Regions from separate parts of the Ovis aries genome. Here region 2 is linked to region 1. Evidence: chromatin contacts called from public Hi-C data. All regions are on one chromosome and are shown on one strand. Each heading gives the region's core, a stretch centred on a gene start, on an enhancer-like site or on the middle of the called end of the contact. The rest is flanking DNA. Distances are from core to core; before and after follow the strand shown. Region 1 holds the start of MST1R (macrophage stimulating 1 receptor). Region 2 holds the start of MST1 (macrophage stimulating 1).

Region 1 (2,700 bases), core at 189-2,688:
GGGGGGTGTCAGTTATTCAGAGTGAACTGTCCTGGGGTAGGTGTAGCACAGGGTGTATGGCACCCACAAAATGGACTTGGCACCACCCAGATCAGGTAGGCTTCCTGGAGGAGATGCCACGTACTTTGCAAGAGAAGGAAGGGGAAAAGGTGTTCCTGGAAGGAGGAACTAGGAGTATAGGCTGGAGATGAGTGGAGGAGGTTCTCGTAGGGCCAGGCTGAATATTGTTGGGCTGTCTCCTCTCCTCACCTGCACTCCTTACCCTACAAATCTCTGGGACTCACAGTTCACAGGTCACTCAGAACTCAACCTAGCGTCACTCTGTGAAGCTTTCCTTCTCTCCATGGCCCAGGCCCACCTGGCTGAGGTGGATATCAGGCTAAAGATGTCCCCCAGGACGCTCCAGTGTTGGGGGGTGTAGTTCCCAAAGAGCAGATGCTGAGAGATGGCAAGAGCAGACCTGGGTTGACTCCCCTACTCCCACCCTGCACAAATCACAGCCTGGAGAGAGAACTCTGGGCAACCACCTCATTTCGGAGACTGAAAGCCTGAGGCCCAGCAAGGCTAACAGAACAGGTTAGAGGTGCCCTGAAAGCCAAAGCCCATGTCTCCTGCATATCAGGGAGGTGCTGGAACAGAACCAGGAAGCAAGGCCAGCTTGTGTTCTGTTGACCCCATCCCTGCAGCTGCCACCTACGGAGGCAGTGGTAGACAGACCAGAGCTAGGGCTGGGCCTCCATGTAAGTTGCTTCTCCTCTGACTCTAAGATCCAGCCAACAGGGTGGGCCCCATCTTATAACTCCCACTGCCCTGGGCAGGCCGGATGCAAGGCAGTAGCCTCTGACCGCCATCCTGTCGCAGTCAGCCCAGGGCAGGTCCACGGAGGGATAGTCCCAGAAGGGAATGGCAACCCACTCCAGTATACTTGCCTGGAGAATCCCACAGACAGAGAAGCCTGGCGGGCGACAGTCATAAAGAGTCAGACACGACTGAATAACACTTTCAAAAGAGGGTAGTGCCACTCCTGGGGTCTCCTCACACCTCCCCTCTGGTTCTCCACACATTCCTGGCTTCTGGTCCCCACAAAAAGAGTTCCCTGGGCCCTGACCAGGAACGAGTGTCTGAGGATGTTGCTGTATCCTGGAGCCGAGAGAAGAAGGATACCAAATGGTCCTCAAACGCGCTGGGGCAACCCCTCCCATTTCCGCCCAGTCGATCGTCAGGGGGCGGGACAGGACAGCTCAGATCTACTAAACGTCTCTCCGGGCCACTCTACACCCACTCACTCACAGGCCACTGAGGAAAAAGGGCCCAAGCGTAGGTGTAGGACCCAGGCTTCCGAGGGCGGGGAAAGTCGGCCAGCCAGCCGACCAGAGGGCCCCGCCCACGGCTCCGCCCCACGCCCTGGTCCTGTCCGCCGCGCCGGGGTAGCTCCGAAAGACTTTGCTCTAATCTCCGGCTGGGAGCGGCAACAAGAGCAACAGGTGAGGCGGCCTCTCTGTCTGCGTGTGTCCGCCCGCGCCAGGCGCTCGGCCACTGTGGGCAGGAGAGGGCGGTGGGCATCTCAGGAGTCCTGGTGGGGTCAGCTGCCCCGGGGCTCCCAGGATCGACCCTCGACGCGGGTACCAACCCAGACTTCGAGTCTGCTCCCAGCCAGGCCCGGGTCTGCGGAAACCTCCACGGGGCCCTACCTGGGCCTCGATGGAGCTCCACCCGCCGCTGTTGCAGCCTTTCCTCTTACTGCTGCTGCTGCCGCCGACGCTGCCGGCGGTGCCCGAGACTGGCGGGTCCTGGCAGTGCCCGCGCATCCCGTATGCTGCTTCCCGCGACTTTGCGGTGGAGTACTCGGTGCCCAGCTTCTCCGCCAGCAGTCGGGTACAAGCCGTTGCAACCTACGAGGGCGGCAGGGAAGGGAGTGCGGTGTTCGTGGCCACACGCAATCGCCTGCATGTGCTTGGACCTGATCTGCAGCCGGTTGAGAGCCTGGCCACCGGCCCTGTTGGAGACCCTGGCTGCCAGACGTGTGAGGCCTGTGGCCCAGGCCCCCACGGCCCGCCAGGAGACACAGATGCACAGGTTCTGGTGTTGGAACCCGCGCTTCCGGCTCTGATCAGCTGTGGCTCCAGCCTTCGAGGCCGCTGCTTCCTGCATGAGCTAGAGCCAGGCGGGACAGCCCTGCACCTGGCGCCACCGGTCTGCCTTTTCTCAGAGCACAATCGGCCAGAGGACTGTCCCGACTGTGTAGCCAGCCCTCTGGGCACCCTCGTGACTGTGGTTGAGCAGGGCCAGGCATCCTATTTGTACGTGGCATCGTCACTGGACTCGGCAGTGGCCGCCAGCTTCAGCCCGCTCTCAGTGTCCATCCGGCGGCTCAAGGCCGACGGTTCAGGATTCGCAGCAGGCTTCTCAGCGCTCTCGGTGCTGCCCGAGCACCTCGATTCCTACCGCATCGAATATGTGTACAGTTTCCACGCCGGAGCCTTCGTCTATTTCCTGATGGTACAGCCCACCGACGTGGCAGCTGCTCCTGGCGCCTTGCACACGCGCCTGGCACGGCTCAGTGCTGTCGAGACCGACCTGGGCGACTACCGAGAGCTGGTCCTTGACTGCCATTTCGCCCCTAAACGCCGGCGACGCGCGGCCCATGAGGGTGGGCAGCCCTACCCGGTGCTGCGGGCAGCCCATGCTGCTCCAGTGGGC
Region 2 (2,700 bases), core at 104-2,603, 150 kb after region 1:
TCCCTGCCCTGCCGCCCACCCCCGGCCCTCTGCACAGAGCAGGTGCCTGACAGGTTAGACGTTGTCGCGGAACCGATGAGCAAAGCTTCCAGACGCCCACTCCCGGTGTCAGGTGTTGAGGACCCAGGTGCGAGGCGGGCCTTGACTTCTGTCCGGGGGCTCCCTGCCACGTCGTCCCGTTCAGCCCCGCCGAGGGTTCCGGGCTCGGAATCGAAGCCACCCCCAAGGACGCGAGGGCACTGCTAGTCTCCCCCAAGTCGCCTCCGTCCCGGCCCCAAGCTCTGAAGGACCCTCCAGGCCAGCTCCGGCCCGGAGTCCGGCACCACAGGCTGCGGTCCCTCGCGCGGCTAGCACTCTCACAACTGGACGGGCCGGGGACGCAAGGGGAGCCACGGGGAAGCCCGCCCATCTCGGAGCCCGGCCGCCCCTCACTCACCCCCTAGCCTTCGCCGCCGAGTCCCGGCTCACAACATCTGCCCAGCTCTCGGCTACGGCGCCCGTCCGTGGCCAAACCGAGCGGCCGCCGCGCACGCGCACGCGCACCGACCCGCGCCCGGCCTCGGCTAGGTGGCGCCCCCCCTCTGAAGCCTCCAAGCCGGGATGTTCCCGGAGCCGCCTCGCCCCCACCGCCCAGCCTCTTTCGCCTCCGTCCCCCACCTGCGCGGGCGCGGGAGGAGCTCCTGGCCCAGCCGTGCCGTTAACGCTGTGTCCTGAGAGACCTTGGCCGCCTATCTCTCTACTCCTGCCCGTATTTGGAGATCCAGCCCAAAGGTCCGCTAGGGCGTCCGAAAGGCTGCTCCTCCCAAGGGTCTCTGCCACCTGTCACCCTCACTTCCATTCAGGCTAGACGCGTGGCCTTGCTCACCTTTCCCAGGGATGGCACCTCTGGCCGGGCGAGGAGAGCTTCCCTGGGCTCTGCTGACAGGGGCGTGGGCAGACCTGCCCCCGTGGGAGCCCATCAGTCATCAAAGCAACAGGGAATTTTCTCCACTTTACAGGGAAAGCTGAAACTCAGGAAAATTTAATATCACCACTTTAAGGCTGGAACTCTGGCCTCTGGCAGCAAGCATATCCACACAGCCCTTCCCTTCAGAGGGGCCTAGACTGTGGGGGCCGCACACCCCCACCCCACGGCACCTCAAGTGTCCCCAGTGAACCCTTCCAACACCGCCCACTATATTGGGAGGACTTCTTGGGGGTAACTATGCCAGAGTGAGGACCCCTGTACCTCACCTAGGGGGCTTGAGGCCTGGCACCACCTCCATTACTGCCACTGGGTCTCAGGTCAGATCCCAGCGAGCCTAGAGTGGGGGTGTGGAGACAGAGCCACCCAATCCCGTAGGGACAGGTTTCACAACTTCCCGGATGGGGCTGTGGTGGGTCACAGTGCAGCCTCCAGCCAGGAGGATGGGGTGGCTGCCACTCCTGCTGCTTCTGATACGGTTCTCAGGGGCCCCTGGTAAGTGCCCTTCCCCTCAGCCCTGATCCCCATCTGCCTTCAGAAAGGGGTCGGCCCAGGCCCATCCTGCTATCTGAGCCGGGAACTTACTTTCCTACTGAGCCTGTAGCAGTGAGTGACCTTGGCTTCTTTCACAGAGCTGGGCAGCCAAAGGAACACAAACACATTGCCTGATATTCAGGCCTGCGGTGAAATGTCTGCTGTAGCTTTGAGGCAGTGTTAGGACCACACAGACACATACACACATGCAGGCATTTATCCCTTATGAGCCAGACCTAATCCTTCTACCTAGCATATACCCTTATGCTGGTTAGGTGGCTCAGACAGTAAAGAATCTGTCTGCAATGCAGGAGACCCAGGTTGGGAAGATCCCCTGGAGAAGAAAATGGCAACCCACTCCAGTATTCTTGCTGGGAGAATCCCATGGACAAAGGAGCCTGGCAGGCTACAGTCCATGGGGTCGCAAAGAGTTGGACAGGACTGAGCGACCAACACTTTCAGCATTTACCCTTATGCTGGTTAGAACTTACACTTGGAGTCAGAATGCTTAGGTTGGGCCTTTGCCTTGTTAATAAGATAGCTCTGAGCCTTCACATCCTCACGTGAGAAATGAGATGGCATAAGCTCCATAGGGCCAGCACCAGCATGCACTGAGCTCAGAGTATATGTTTTACAGCTGAGCCCAGTGCCTTGCCCACTAAACAGGTGCGCTAGTGATTACAGTCATGTCTGAGCCTGCTCCTCCCATCCAGTACAGGGGTCTGACCCTTGAAGGGATCACAGGGTCCACTCCAGAGGCCTTTTATTTTGATCTCCTGAATGAATAAAGTATGCACATGCTGATATACACGTGCTGATTCGCATGCCCACCCTGCAGGGCAGCGCTCGCCCTTGAATGACTTCCAGGTGCTTCGAGGTACGGAGCTGCAACACCTGCTACATTCAGGGGGGCCCAGGCCTTGGCAAGAAGATGTGGCAAATGCTGAGGAGTGTGCAGGCCGCTGTGGGCCCCTCCTGGACTGCAGGTGAGTGCCCACTGGGCCTCGATAAGACTGGAGGGAGAGGAACCTGGGCACTGGTGACCCTGTGCCCCTTCTTCCCAGGGCCTTCCACTACAACTTGAGCAGCCATGGTTGCCAGTTGCTGCCATGGACCCAGCACTCACCTCATACACGACTGCAGCGTTCCGGGCGCTGTGACCTCTTCCAAAAGAAAAGTGAGTGGCTGCGAAGGGTGCGCTG

Evidence for each region. Hi-C and Micro-C count contacts between places; a contact is called where the count stands out from the background.
Region 2: a Hi-C map of skin fibroblasts shows a contact between it and region 1, with 7 times the contacts expected there. The contact joins the promoter of MST1 here to the promoter of MST1R in region 1. A contact is called at or near these places in 6 of 16 Hi-C or Micro-C datasets (blood, mixed tissues, omental adipose tissue and 3 more).

What each region holds. Positions count from the first base shown.
Region 1 is chr19:50,403,519-50,406,218 of ARS-UI_Ramb_v3.0, forward strand. It overlaps MST1R (macrophage stimulating 1 receptor), which reads left to right and starts at 1,439. Exons shown (of 20, transcript XM_042236189.1): 1 at 1,439-2,700. The coding sequence starts at 1,702.
Region 2 is chr19:50,556,147-50,558,846 of ARS-UI_Ramb_v3.0, forward strand. MST1 (macrophage stimulating 1) reads left to right here and starts at 1,354. Exons shown (of 18, transcript XM_042236213.1): 1 at 1,354-1,459; 2 at 2,337-2,484; 3 at 2,563-2,675. The coding sequence starts at 1,366. RNF123 (ring finger protein 123) reads right to left here. Exons shown (of 40, transcript XM_042236205.1): 2 at 2,625-2,700.